2 separate regions of the Mus musculus genome follow, and region 2 is linked to region 1. A link is a contact called in public Hi-C data. All regions are on one chromosome and are shown on one strand. The core of a region is the stretch at or near the end of the contact, and the rest is flanking DNA. Distances in the headings are between cores, read along the strand shown.

Evidence for each region. Hi-C and Micro-C count contacts between places; a contact is called where the count stands out from the background.
Region 2: a Hi-C map of the N1E-115 cell line shows a contact between it and region 1, with 9 times the contacts expected there. The contact joins two enhancer-like sites. A contact is called at or near these places in 4 of 484 Hi-C or Micro-C datasets (the N1E-115 cell line, cortical neurons, liver and 1 more).

The regions. Positions count from the first base shown.
Region 1 is chrX:143,892,555-143,898,490 of GRCm38.p6, forward strand. The region is part of intron 3 of Dcx (doublecortin); the gene reads right to left. Among named protein-coding and RNA genes, the nearest start is that of Dcx, 38 kb to the right of the region's middle. Within about 2 kb of position 4,592, at least 5 of the 459 cell types and tissues checked have an H3K27ac peak or open chromatin away from gene starts, as enhancers often do. A contact at or near this core is called in the N1E-115 cell line, where this site is marked.
Region 2 is chrX:143,994,844-144,000,125 of GRCm38.p6, forward strand. No RefSeq gene overlaps it. Among named protein-coding and RNA genes, the nearest start is that of Gm33039, 48 kb to the left of the region's middle. Within about 2 kb of position 1,913, at least 2 of the 459 cell types and tissues checked have an H3K27ac peak or open chromatin away from gene starts, as enhancers often do. A contact at or near this core is called in the N1E-115 cell line, where this site is marked.

The sequences.
Region 1 (5,936 bases), core at 3,342-5,841:
CTTGACCTTATTTAAGAAGATATATTGCCTGGCCGTTGGTGGCACACGCCTTTAATCCCAGCACTCAGGAGGCAGAGGCAGGCAGATTTCTGAGTTCGAGGCCAGCCTGATCTACAAAGTGAGTTCCAGGGCTATAAAGAGAAACCCTGTCTCGAAAAACCAAACAAACAAACAAAAAAGATATATTTATGCATCTATGTGTAAATTAGTAGTTCCTAAATTTGATATTTGTGTGTGTGTTTAAAAGATAATAAAGAAATGATTGTGCTTAATGAAGTTTTTGTTTTACATTGGAGGTGAGACTATAAAATTTATGCTTATAGCCTAAAATATTTCATGCTTCTAGAAAAAGAAACTGTCACTCCATCAGTATATTTGAAGTTTAATTTCATCAATTACATTAAGCTCCTAAACTGGTTTTATGAATCTAATCTTCAGGCCTGTTGGGAGCTATCTCCTTGTAAACTGAGAAAAAAATAAGCCAATCTAAATAGCCAACTAAGCAAATAAACAAGTTATCTTCCATCACAGGCTCATTTGTAGCTTTGTGCTTCCTCTGTAACTGGCTTTAAATCATTGATGCATTTCATTTATGGTAAACTTTACTGCTCTGATGCACAATGCTGGGGCAGAGTTTTTCCTTATCGTAGCTGACTTGTTCTTGTCCCTAGTGAGTGATGGCAAACATAAGCATGAAATTAGTGATACTCAAGCCAACTGCTTTATCCAGCTCCTGAGTTTATGAGATTAGCATGGTCTCACTGCAAATCGCTGGCTCTGGGAAGAAGCACTATTCCAATTAGTGGCAACTGTGGAGCTGATAAGGTTAAAGCATTCGAGGGTTTGGCTCTTGTTTCTGTACATCAGAACTTGAGCCATGTGTGAGAGATTGCACAACTGGTTAGAATTCCATGTGTACTGTTAACAACAGCAATAAGGCCTTGCAAGAATTCAGGAAAATAATTTTTTTATACATACAAATTTTATCTTTTTTTGTTTGCTTGCTTGCTTGTTTTTTAATTTTATTTTAATTAGGTATTTTCTTCATTTACATTTCCAGTGCTATCCCAAAAGTCCCCCATACCGTCCCCCCCAACTCCCCTACCCACCCACTCCCACTTCTTGGCCCTGGCGCTCCCCTGTACTGAGGCAGATAAAGTTTGCACGACCAATGGGCCTCTCTTTCCACTGATGCCGACTAGGCCATCTTGTGATACATATGCAGCTAGAGACACGAGCTCCGGTGGGGGGGGGGGGGGACTGAAGAATTAAGAAACCCGTAGAAGAACTATGATGGAGGTGGAGATCAAGGTTGGAAAAAATAAGTGAAAATAGATGATTGTTTTTGAAAGAGTTACAAAAGAATAATCACTTCAGCTTTAGTCAAGTTCCTTAAGAACACTAACTCTGTTCCATTTCCAGCTTTGCTTCATAGCCCTTGTCCTTCCTCCCCCACCAATGTCACCTTCCATCTCTCATTGATGGTCAGAGGATTAATGACCTGGCAGATTCACAGGACAGTTATGACACCCCCAAAAATGTATGTCAGAGTTTCAAATGTAATAAAAATGTGCTTCCCAAGTAATTCACATCCCTTACCATTCCAACTTGACAAGTTGCTTGTACAGTTTACTTAGGCTCCAAGGAGAAAGATGGATTTGTACCTGTGAATGGATGTCTGTCCTATGGAAAATAGTAGATTTGAAATACTAGGGACATAGTAAACTGTTAAAGGAAGCTTTCATCTTCAGTCATTCTCAAGCATCCTAGGTAGCAGCACTGAGCTGAGCAAGGATTGTGTCTGAGGACAGCCTTACTCAAAGCTGGAGTGTGGCATCCCAGAATGAGATGTGTTCTTTGTGGTGAGGGTAGAGATGGTAAGTCACTTCACTCCTCACAATACATTTTCACAATTTTCCTGCCTGAGTGTCTAGCTTTCCTCTGTTCCCAGAACCTCGGGACCACAGAGATTTACTGAAATTATTCATTAACCAAATGCTAGTTAGCTGTTGGCATGTGAGAGACATTTGTGGTAAGTTAAGGGGATTTGCTGAAGAACAAACATGATATGTTCTGTGCTCCCATGCTGTTGACAGATAGTTGGTGAAAACTGATATGTGACCAAACTCGATCACACATGTAAAGCTAAAACCAGTAAGGTTATCAAAGTGAGGTGTTTGGTACTCACAAATAAGAGTACCATTTGCCTACTCATCTACCTCCCAATGGGACTCTTGCTTGGTTAGGAAGGCAGAGTATCTGCATAGGAATACACAGTCAGGGAATAACCTAACCTGTTTATGCTCCAGCTAAAATGTAGGAAGCCCTGCCCTTCTCCAGCATCACTTGTGGACTTAGTATGGACGCTTCTGATCTTCACTACAGAGCACAGACAAAATGGGGGATGTAAGTAGATAGAAGAAGGGGGTGGATAGCTAGCAAATTTGGAGAGGTCTGAAATACTTCTAATCCACAGTTCTGTGGCAGACAATAGAGCTCCAAGGGCACTGACTAGGAAGGTGTGTGTGACAGAATAAACCGAAAGGATGGTGGGGACCAGAAAAGGGAGATTTGATATAGCCCAATTCAGACATACCCAATCTCAGACAAGTTTTGGTTGACTCTTTGAAGCTTTCCCATGAGAGACACAACCTACAAGCCCACTAGCTTTAAATTAGTGCTTTAAATATAGCCCACTTTGCCTAGTATTTATTATGTAGCCAAAGATGACTTTGTACTCCTGATATACCTGTCTTTACCTCTAGGTACCTGCTAGTGTTCTGGACAAGCTTTACATCTAGTTTTATTCTTTGGCCACTACTTACTATATATTATATATTTCATGTGCCACATCTCTTTCAGCTTAATGCCTAATACTGTGAACGTAGTGAATAAAACTATTTGTAAAGGTCACGATTGCCCAACCCCATCTTTGGCTTTCTCATGCATGCTAGACAACAGATGTTCGAAATGAAGATTAAGTGAAATGTAATGGTCCTAATTGCCATTTGCACGGGCCACAGATACCATCCAGTTCACACGCTGCCTTTCATGCTCTTTTATGCTTTACCACATAACACATTTGTATGTGGCTGGAGCGAATCTGACTGGCAGTAACTGCTGGCTGCTCTGTATTGAGATGCTGGACCAACAAAGGCTAAGTCCAGAGAAGCAGGCAAAAGTGGCGGGAAAGGGCCTACATATTTTGGTTCATACTATAGCTGCTTTGTTTGGGGTGTTAGTAATGGCAAGAAAGAGTCACTTTGGTTTGAGATAAACTCAGGAATTACCCAGAGAGATTAGGTGTAGGCCGCCTTCTGCGTTTTCTCTGCAAACCTGCTCCTGCCTTTTTTGGTTTGTAATATTAAGAAATGGATTACAATACAAATTAAAGCAAAACATGTACCACTATTCATAGAAGAGCCACGTTTGAAAAAATACATGAGGAGAATCTCAGTTCTGACAGTGACAAGAAAATGTAAATGAAAACCAAAAAACAAGGTCCTATTTTTAATCGACCTGATTGGCAAATTGTGTACAAGGCAGATGAGCATCTAGTGCTGGTGAGGGTGTCAGAAAATGACGTTTGTGGGGGTGATTTGAAAGGCAATTAGCTAACAAAATTTTAAATATTCTCTTTTTATAGCCCAGCAATTTGGCATCCCCATACCCACTTTAGGATGCTTTTGCAAGTACATCAAAGGAGGCAGGTAAAATGCAGCTACTAAAAATTGGCAAAAATTCTTCATACTTCCTATTAAGCTGCACATAATATATGTGTAAATATGTGGATTAATCTCTTAGAAGCCAATATCACAATTCTGGTAGCTCTGAGAAGTGAACACATGGGGAAAATTTTCAATCTTATATGCAGCACTTAATAATCAGGATATACATTCACATATTACTCATGTGACTTTTTTTATTTAAAGGCAACCTAATTATATTAGAAACTTTGTAAGCCAGAGAAAAGGTAAAAAGTATGCATAATTCTGCCATCTAGACGTATCTGCTGATGTTACTACTGCATTTTATTTTTCTAATCCTGGGGTGTTTTTTGGAATTTTTATATTTGTCATTTTAATTTGAATCTTGCTGCTTTGCTTACTGCAACGCTTCCCAACCATCGACAGCTTGGCTCAGCTACCTTTGTGCTGTGGATGGCTGCACAAACCACTGTAGGGTGTTGAGCAGCATCACAGGCCTCTAGTGTATTTCAGTAATGCCCCCACAGTCAAGGTAATCAATAATGACTGAGAACATTGTGATATTTCATTGGTTGAAAAAAATAACTCCTGATCAAGAATTATTGATTCAATGTATAATTAGTATAATGTCATTGTATGAATCTTCACAATCTAGCCCATGTTTTCAAATATACTATCAATATAGTGTCTTTCATTTGCCCTCAGATCTATATCTGTATATATTCAGTCTAAATTTGACAAATGGTTCCTGACAGTTCATCTCTAAGTCAGTTGGTTTGGGGTTTCATCATCTAGAAGTATACTCTGGCTCCTCAATACCAAAGCAATTAAACAGTAAGCCCCAAGTGTCTTCCCCTGACATCTGTGGACTAATGTTCAGATCATGGGTCAAAGAGTAAGGCTAGTAATCAAGAAATCCAATAAGGGCTGCGGCGCTTACCGCCAGATGTGAGGCCTGCTCTTCAAGGAAATGTTTAGCACTACCGCACATTCAAAACTGCCGTAAGTGTTGGGGATGAAAAGATGACTCTGGAATTTTATACTCTAAAATCTATTCATGGCATAACACCTAGAGGAATTGCTCAGGAACATAAAATGTAAAAGCAGTGTCAACACCCCTTTTTTTTGAATACTGAAATAGAGCATGCATCCTTTATCCGTTCCTCTGTCCTCAAGGTCTCACTTTGCCTCTCCTCCCAGAAGGTGTAGAAAGGGAGAATTGTACTGTCAGATTCTGTGGCTCAAACTCCCAGTTCAAGGCGAGGGCTGAGTTCATTTCCAGAGCACAGGGAGGGTGGTTATCAGATTTCATTGTGTGAGCTTACAGCATGGGAATTTGAATTGCTGGCTCCCCAAACTCCCCCAGTGAGCCCCTGCCCTGGATTCCCCAGCTCTGAGGTAGCTTGAATGTTTGTCTACACGTATGTCTGTCTTTCTGTCTGGCTCATGTACCAGGACAGGTTGAACACTTAATTTCCTCAGGGGCTGGATTGCTTCCCTGTCTGCCCATCTGGCCTTTTTCTGACAAGATGTTCCCTGGTTATTTGAAGTCTACAGACATTATGAAATTGAGCCAAGAGAGACTGACCCTGGTGTGAAATCTAAAGAGTTGATAACAATCTCTTCCTAGCAGAAAAGGGAGTATTTCAGGATATCATTATGCCCTGTAAATAACGCATGCTCCTCTGAAAAGCAAGACAAGTTCAGGCAGTGAAGCTTCCACAATGGTTTCTTGAAAATCGGGACTTTATTTTATGTAGGGTCAGTCACTGGCCAAATGCTGGACTATTTCCAGTTGGCATTCAGGGGAGACAATGCTTTTCTGTGAAGCACAATATGTAATAACTCTGCCACATGCCTACTCCCTTTGTCTTCTATAGTTTGCCTTTGTCCTGCATGTCTCTGGCATTAGGGAAAATCTAAAGAAGTGACAAATTTTGGACAATGCGCTATATAACAGTATGCTCAGCGGTTCCTGGCAATCACTGTTATTACTGTGGATCTCAGTGAAAGCCAGTCTCAATCTGTGTTTTTACATCCAGAAATCACTGGCCATGCACACAAGAAAAACCTAGAGCAAAATCAAGCAGAAATTTTCTGTTTATTCTTTTAACCCCCTGATGTCTTATTTCTTCCATCTAAGTCCCTTAATGACATGCCTTTCTTTATTCAGGTCAGCCAAACTATCATAACTTACTCCTTGGAGATTTTTATTCATCACAAGATACA
Region 2 (5,282 bases), core at 663-3,162, 100 kb after region 1:
AGGAAAGGAAGAAGAAAGAGTCATTTTCAGCTGTAAGGGTTAAAACAGTGCATGCTCTGTTTTTTTTTTTTTTCCAGAAACATAAATCAACCAAATGTTTCTCTCAGTCACTATGAGTTCTGGTTTCCTTCTGATAAGCTTTTGTGTCTGTGTCCTTTTACACTTGGTTGGTGACAAGAAGCAGGACAATGGATCAAGGTAAAGGCAGCTGGAGTCTGGAGTCAGTGACAGTCCTGTGTTCTTCTTGGTTGTCAGAAGTGATGGTGGTCACTGATAGACAATAAATAAGGCCAAGAAATAATGGGTAGCTCTTTTGAAGAGACAAGGTTTTGGATATTAGACAAGTTGCCTCCCCTTATAAGCCCTCTAATGTTAATTTGGGCTGCAAGGAGTTTTGCAGTTTGAGTCCCAATGAGTTTTGTCAGTTAATGGGGCTGTTGCTACAGCCTAGTCAGAGTCTGAAAAGGCCTCCTGTGAATCCAACTTTTATGTGTGTTGTCTGTGTGCTTGTCCTCCATTTCCTTCTTGCTCCTATTCAGGGTTATAGAACTAAGCAATGCAGGACTTGGTGGCTTATTTCATTTATGCTATTAAAAGCAATGACTGCTATACATCTCCCCAATGCTTAATTGTCTGTTTACTTCTCTCAGGTCAGGTCATATAAATATCAGAGCTCTCATTGCCTCTCCAGAGTTTCCTCACACCATCGTTTAGAAATATAACAGAGAAGATGGAATAGAAGTCTGTTTGGCTCCCTCACCTCACCAAGACCCTCCATAGTCTCTCTTGTGATCCTGTACTGTGCTTAAGCACAGAAGGTCCTCAAGTTTTAAATAATGGTCTTCACTGCTGCTTGCCTGAGAAGAGAATAAATGAACAAGGAGAGTGGAACAGAGAGGAGGAGGAGGAGGAGGAGGATGAGGAAGAGGAGGAGGAGGAAGAGGAGGAAGAAGAAGAAGAAGAAGAAGAAGAAGAAGAAGAAGAAGAAGAAGAAGAAGAAGAAGAAGAGACAGAGAGACAGAGAGACAGAGAGACAGAGAGACAGAGAGATGGATAGCAAGGTGTACGAGGTTATAAACAAGAAAAGACGGTGATACTGGGAGGGGAAGCAAGTATGTATTAGAGAGCGGTGAAACCTGGCTTGTCTGTCACATAAGAAGAAATCTCAGCCAGCTCCAACACAGTTGGCCATGTGATATGTATAGAAGCCCATATAAGGAAATGTCATTCTGCAGCTTGTCAATCCTGCTAACTCTATGCATTTTCTATTCCATTTGAGATTTCCCTTTGCTAGGACTAAGGAGGAACATTTACTACTGGGAAATGCCCTTCTCCAAGCCAGGAGAGGTTGGAACTGGAGTGGCAAAGGAGAGGATTTAAAAAATATATATATATGAAAGAACAAGCTGATAGTTCAGGAACCTGACTTGTCATCCAAGGTTGTCTTGTAACTGCCAATGAATTCTCAGGCAAATCCTCATTTTCCAACATTATTTTTTTCCACTTGAAAATTTAGAGAGTTCTAGCTATAAACCACGCTAAGTTCTTTTCTAAGATAATATAATAAATATTCAGTATTTAAGATGTCTTGGGGTCTTTTGTTTTGTTTGTTTGTTTTCTTTCATTTGTTTGTTGCTTTGTTTCATTTTGTTCTTCTGAAACACCTTGGAATTTGGTTTCTATGCAATCTCTTAGACAGCTTTAGTTGTCAACTTGACACAGACCAGAGTTACACGAGAAAGCTTCAGTTGGTGGATTGCTTCTTTCAGATTGGACTGTGGGCATGACTTTGCAGTGCTTTCTTGATTTCTAACTGATGAAGGAGGGTCCATCGTACAGTCAGCTTTCCCCCTGAGCATGTGGTTCATGGCTGTGTAAGAAAGCTCACCATGCAAAAGCTACTAGGAGTGTGCCAGGATTCACCATTTCTTCAAGGTTTCTGATTCAGTTTCTACTTGAGTTCCTGCCCGTACTTCACTCAGTGATGGACTGTGACCTGGAACTGTGTAAGTCAAACAAACCTTTAATTGTGTAAATCAAATAAACATGGTTTAAAGTCACCGCGTTTATCACAGCAAGAGAAGGCAAACTAAAACAGTAGCTAATGCTGCCATCTTGTGGCCCCCCAAAAATCCTTTTGTTCTAAAGTCTGCCTCAGACAAGGACACCAATGATCACTTGCACTTTGTTACATTATTACACGCATTACTTTTAAAGTGAGAAATAAAATCTAATAGTATAATAATTTTCAAGAGGCCCAAAGTGAATATTCCTCAGTGACACGAATTATCTACAACTACATGTAACACTATGAATAGTCTTCGTGAGTACAAGGTTGAGCAAAAAGAGCCAGATACAAAATAATGCACAGCTAATAATTTTTATTAAATATAAAAGCAAACAAAGATAATCTAAATATATATGTATATAAACATATACACATGTCATCTATCATATGTTCATCATGGTGTGTTGTGTGAGTATATGTGAGAGAGAGACAGACAGATAGAGACAGAGAGACACAGAGAGACTCTATGTAGTCCTGAGTGATTTTGAGATTGCTATGTATATCAGGCTGACCCTGAACTCATAGATGTCGACTTGTCTTTGCCTCCTGAGTACTGAGTAGAAATGTGGACCAACATATGCAGCTGTATCCCATTTTAAATTTGTACTGAAATACAACGTTTGTATAGAAAGGAATACACTCATACGAGCAATAAGTTTTCATAAACGGAGCACAACTACCACCCAGAACATCACCCCTCATGCCTTTTTCAATCACTATTCCGTTAATACACACATAATCAATTTCATAAATGTAATGGTGAACAAAAGAAGACCACTTTAACCTCCCCTAAAAATTTACCACCATCTCAATCATCAAGCATAGATCAGTTTTGCTTTCCTTTTTACTTCATTAAAACTGAGTTATCTGCTGTGTATTCTTTTGCATCTGGTAGAGAGATTCTCTGCCATTTATTTTTTCAGACAGAGGATTAATATAGAGAATATGTAAAGAACTTTTTAAAGGAACAGCAAAAGACCTAACTAACAATTTAAAAATTGTGTCTTTGAATTTAGGGAATAGACAGGAGGGGTATAGGAGGGTTTGTAGGGAGGAAAGGTAAGAGACAAATACTGTAATTATAATCTGAAAACCAAAATAAAATAAAATAAAATAAAATAAAATAAAATAAAATAAAATAAAATAAAAAGTTGGCCAGGAGCAGAGATGTCAAGTGATAAAAAAAATGTCTAAGAATAACTCAAAAAATGTTCATTTTCCACAGTAATTAGAAAAATATACCTCAAGACAAAATTAATATTCCTTCTGTCTTAGCCCAGTTAAAATGGCAAAACTCACCCAAACAACCAAAAATAGAGGGTTGGGGTGGGAGATCTCAAGTAAAGGGAATCCGAACATCTTGTTGGGATTGCAGACTGGAGGGGTCACTCTAGAAATCAGCATGGAGAATTCTTTATATATATTATTACGTATTTTCCTCAATTACATTTTCAATGCTATCCCAAAAGTCCCCGACACCCCCCTCACTCCCCTACCCACCCATTCCCATTTTTTGGCCCTGGCATTCCCCTGTACTGGGGCATATAAAGTTTGCATGTCCAATGGGCCTCTAGATGGCCTAGTCGGCCATCCAGTGATGGCCGACTAGGCCATCTTTTGATACATATGCAGCTAGAGTCAAGAGCTCCGGGATACTGGTTAGTTCATAATGTTGTTCCACCTATAGGGTTGCAGTTCCCTTTAGCTCCTTGGGTACTTTCTCTAGCTACTCCATTGGGAGCCCTGTGATCCATCCAATAGCTGACTGTGAGCCTCCACTTCTGTGTTTGCTAGGCACCGGCATAGTCTCACAAGAGACAGCTATATCAGGGTCCTTGCATCAAACGCTTGCTAGTGTATGCTATGGTGTCATTGTTTGGAGGCTAATTATGGGATGGATCCCTGGATATCGCAGTCTCTAGATGGTCCATCCTTTTGTCTCAGCTCCAAACTGTCTCTGTAACTCCTTCCATGGGTGATTGTTTCCAATTGTAAGAAGGGGCAAAGTGTCCACACGTTGGTCTTCGTTCTTCTTCAATTTCATGTGTTTTGCAAATTGTACCTTATATCTCGCTATACTAAGTTTCTGGCCTAATATCCACTTATCAGTGAGTACATATCATTTAAGTTCTTTTGTGATTGTGTTACCTCACTCAGGATGATGCCCTCCAGGTCCAACTATTTACCTAGGAATTTCATAAATTCATTCTTTTTAATAGCTGAGTAGTACTCCATTGTGTAAATTTACCACATTTTTTGTATCCATTCCTCTGTTGAGGGGCATCTGGGTTCTTTCCAGCTTCTGGCTATTAAAAATAAGGCTGCTATGAACATAGTGGAGCATGTGTCCTTCTTACCGGTTGAAACATCTTCTGGATATATGCCCAGGAGAGGTATTGCTGGATCCTCCGGTAGTACTATGTCCAATTTTCTGAGGAACCACCAGACTGATTTCCAGAGTGGTTGTACAAGCTTGCAATCCCACCAACAATGGAAGAGTATTCCTCTTTCTCCACATCCTCGCCAGCATCTGCTGTCACCTGAATTTTTGATCTTAGCCATTCTGACTGGTGTGAGATAGAATCTCAGTGTTGCTTTGATTTGCATTTCTCTGATAATTAAGGATTTTGAACATTTTTTCAGGTGTTTCTCAGCCATTCGGTATTCCTCGGGTGAGAATTCTTTGTTTAGCTCTGAGCCCCATCCTTTAAGGGGGTTATTTGATTTTCTGGAGTCCACCCTCTTCAGTTCTTTATATATATATTGGATATTAGTCCCCTATCTGATAAGATAGGTAAAGATCCTTTCCCAATCTGTTGGTGGCCTTTTTGTCTTATTGACGGTGCCTTTTGCCTTGCAGAAGCTTTGCAGTTTCATGAGGTCCCATTTGTCAATCCTCGATCTTACAGCACAAGCCATTGCTGCTCTATTCAGGAATTTTTCCCATGTGCCCATATCTTTGAGGCTTTTCCCTACTTTCTCCTCTATAAGTTTCAGTATCTCTGGTTTTATGTGAAGTTCCTTGATCCACTTAGATTTGACCTTAGTATAAGGAGATAGGAATGGATCAATTCACATTCTTCTACATGATAAAAACCAGTTGTGCCAGCACCATTTGTTGAAAATGCTTCCACTGGATGGATTTAACTCCCTTGTCGAAGATCAAGTGACCATAGGTGTGTGGGTTCATTTCTGGGTCTTCAATTCTGTTCCA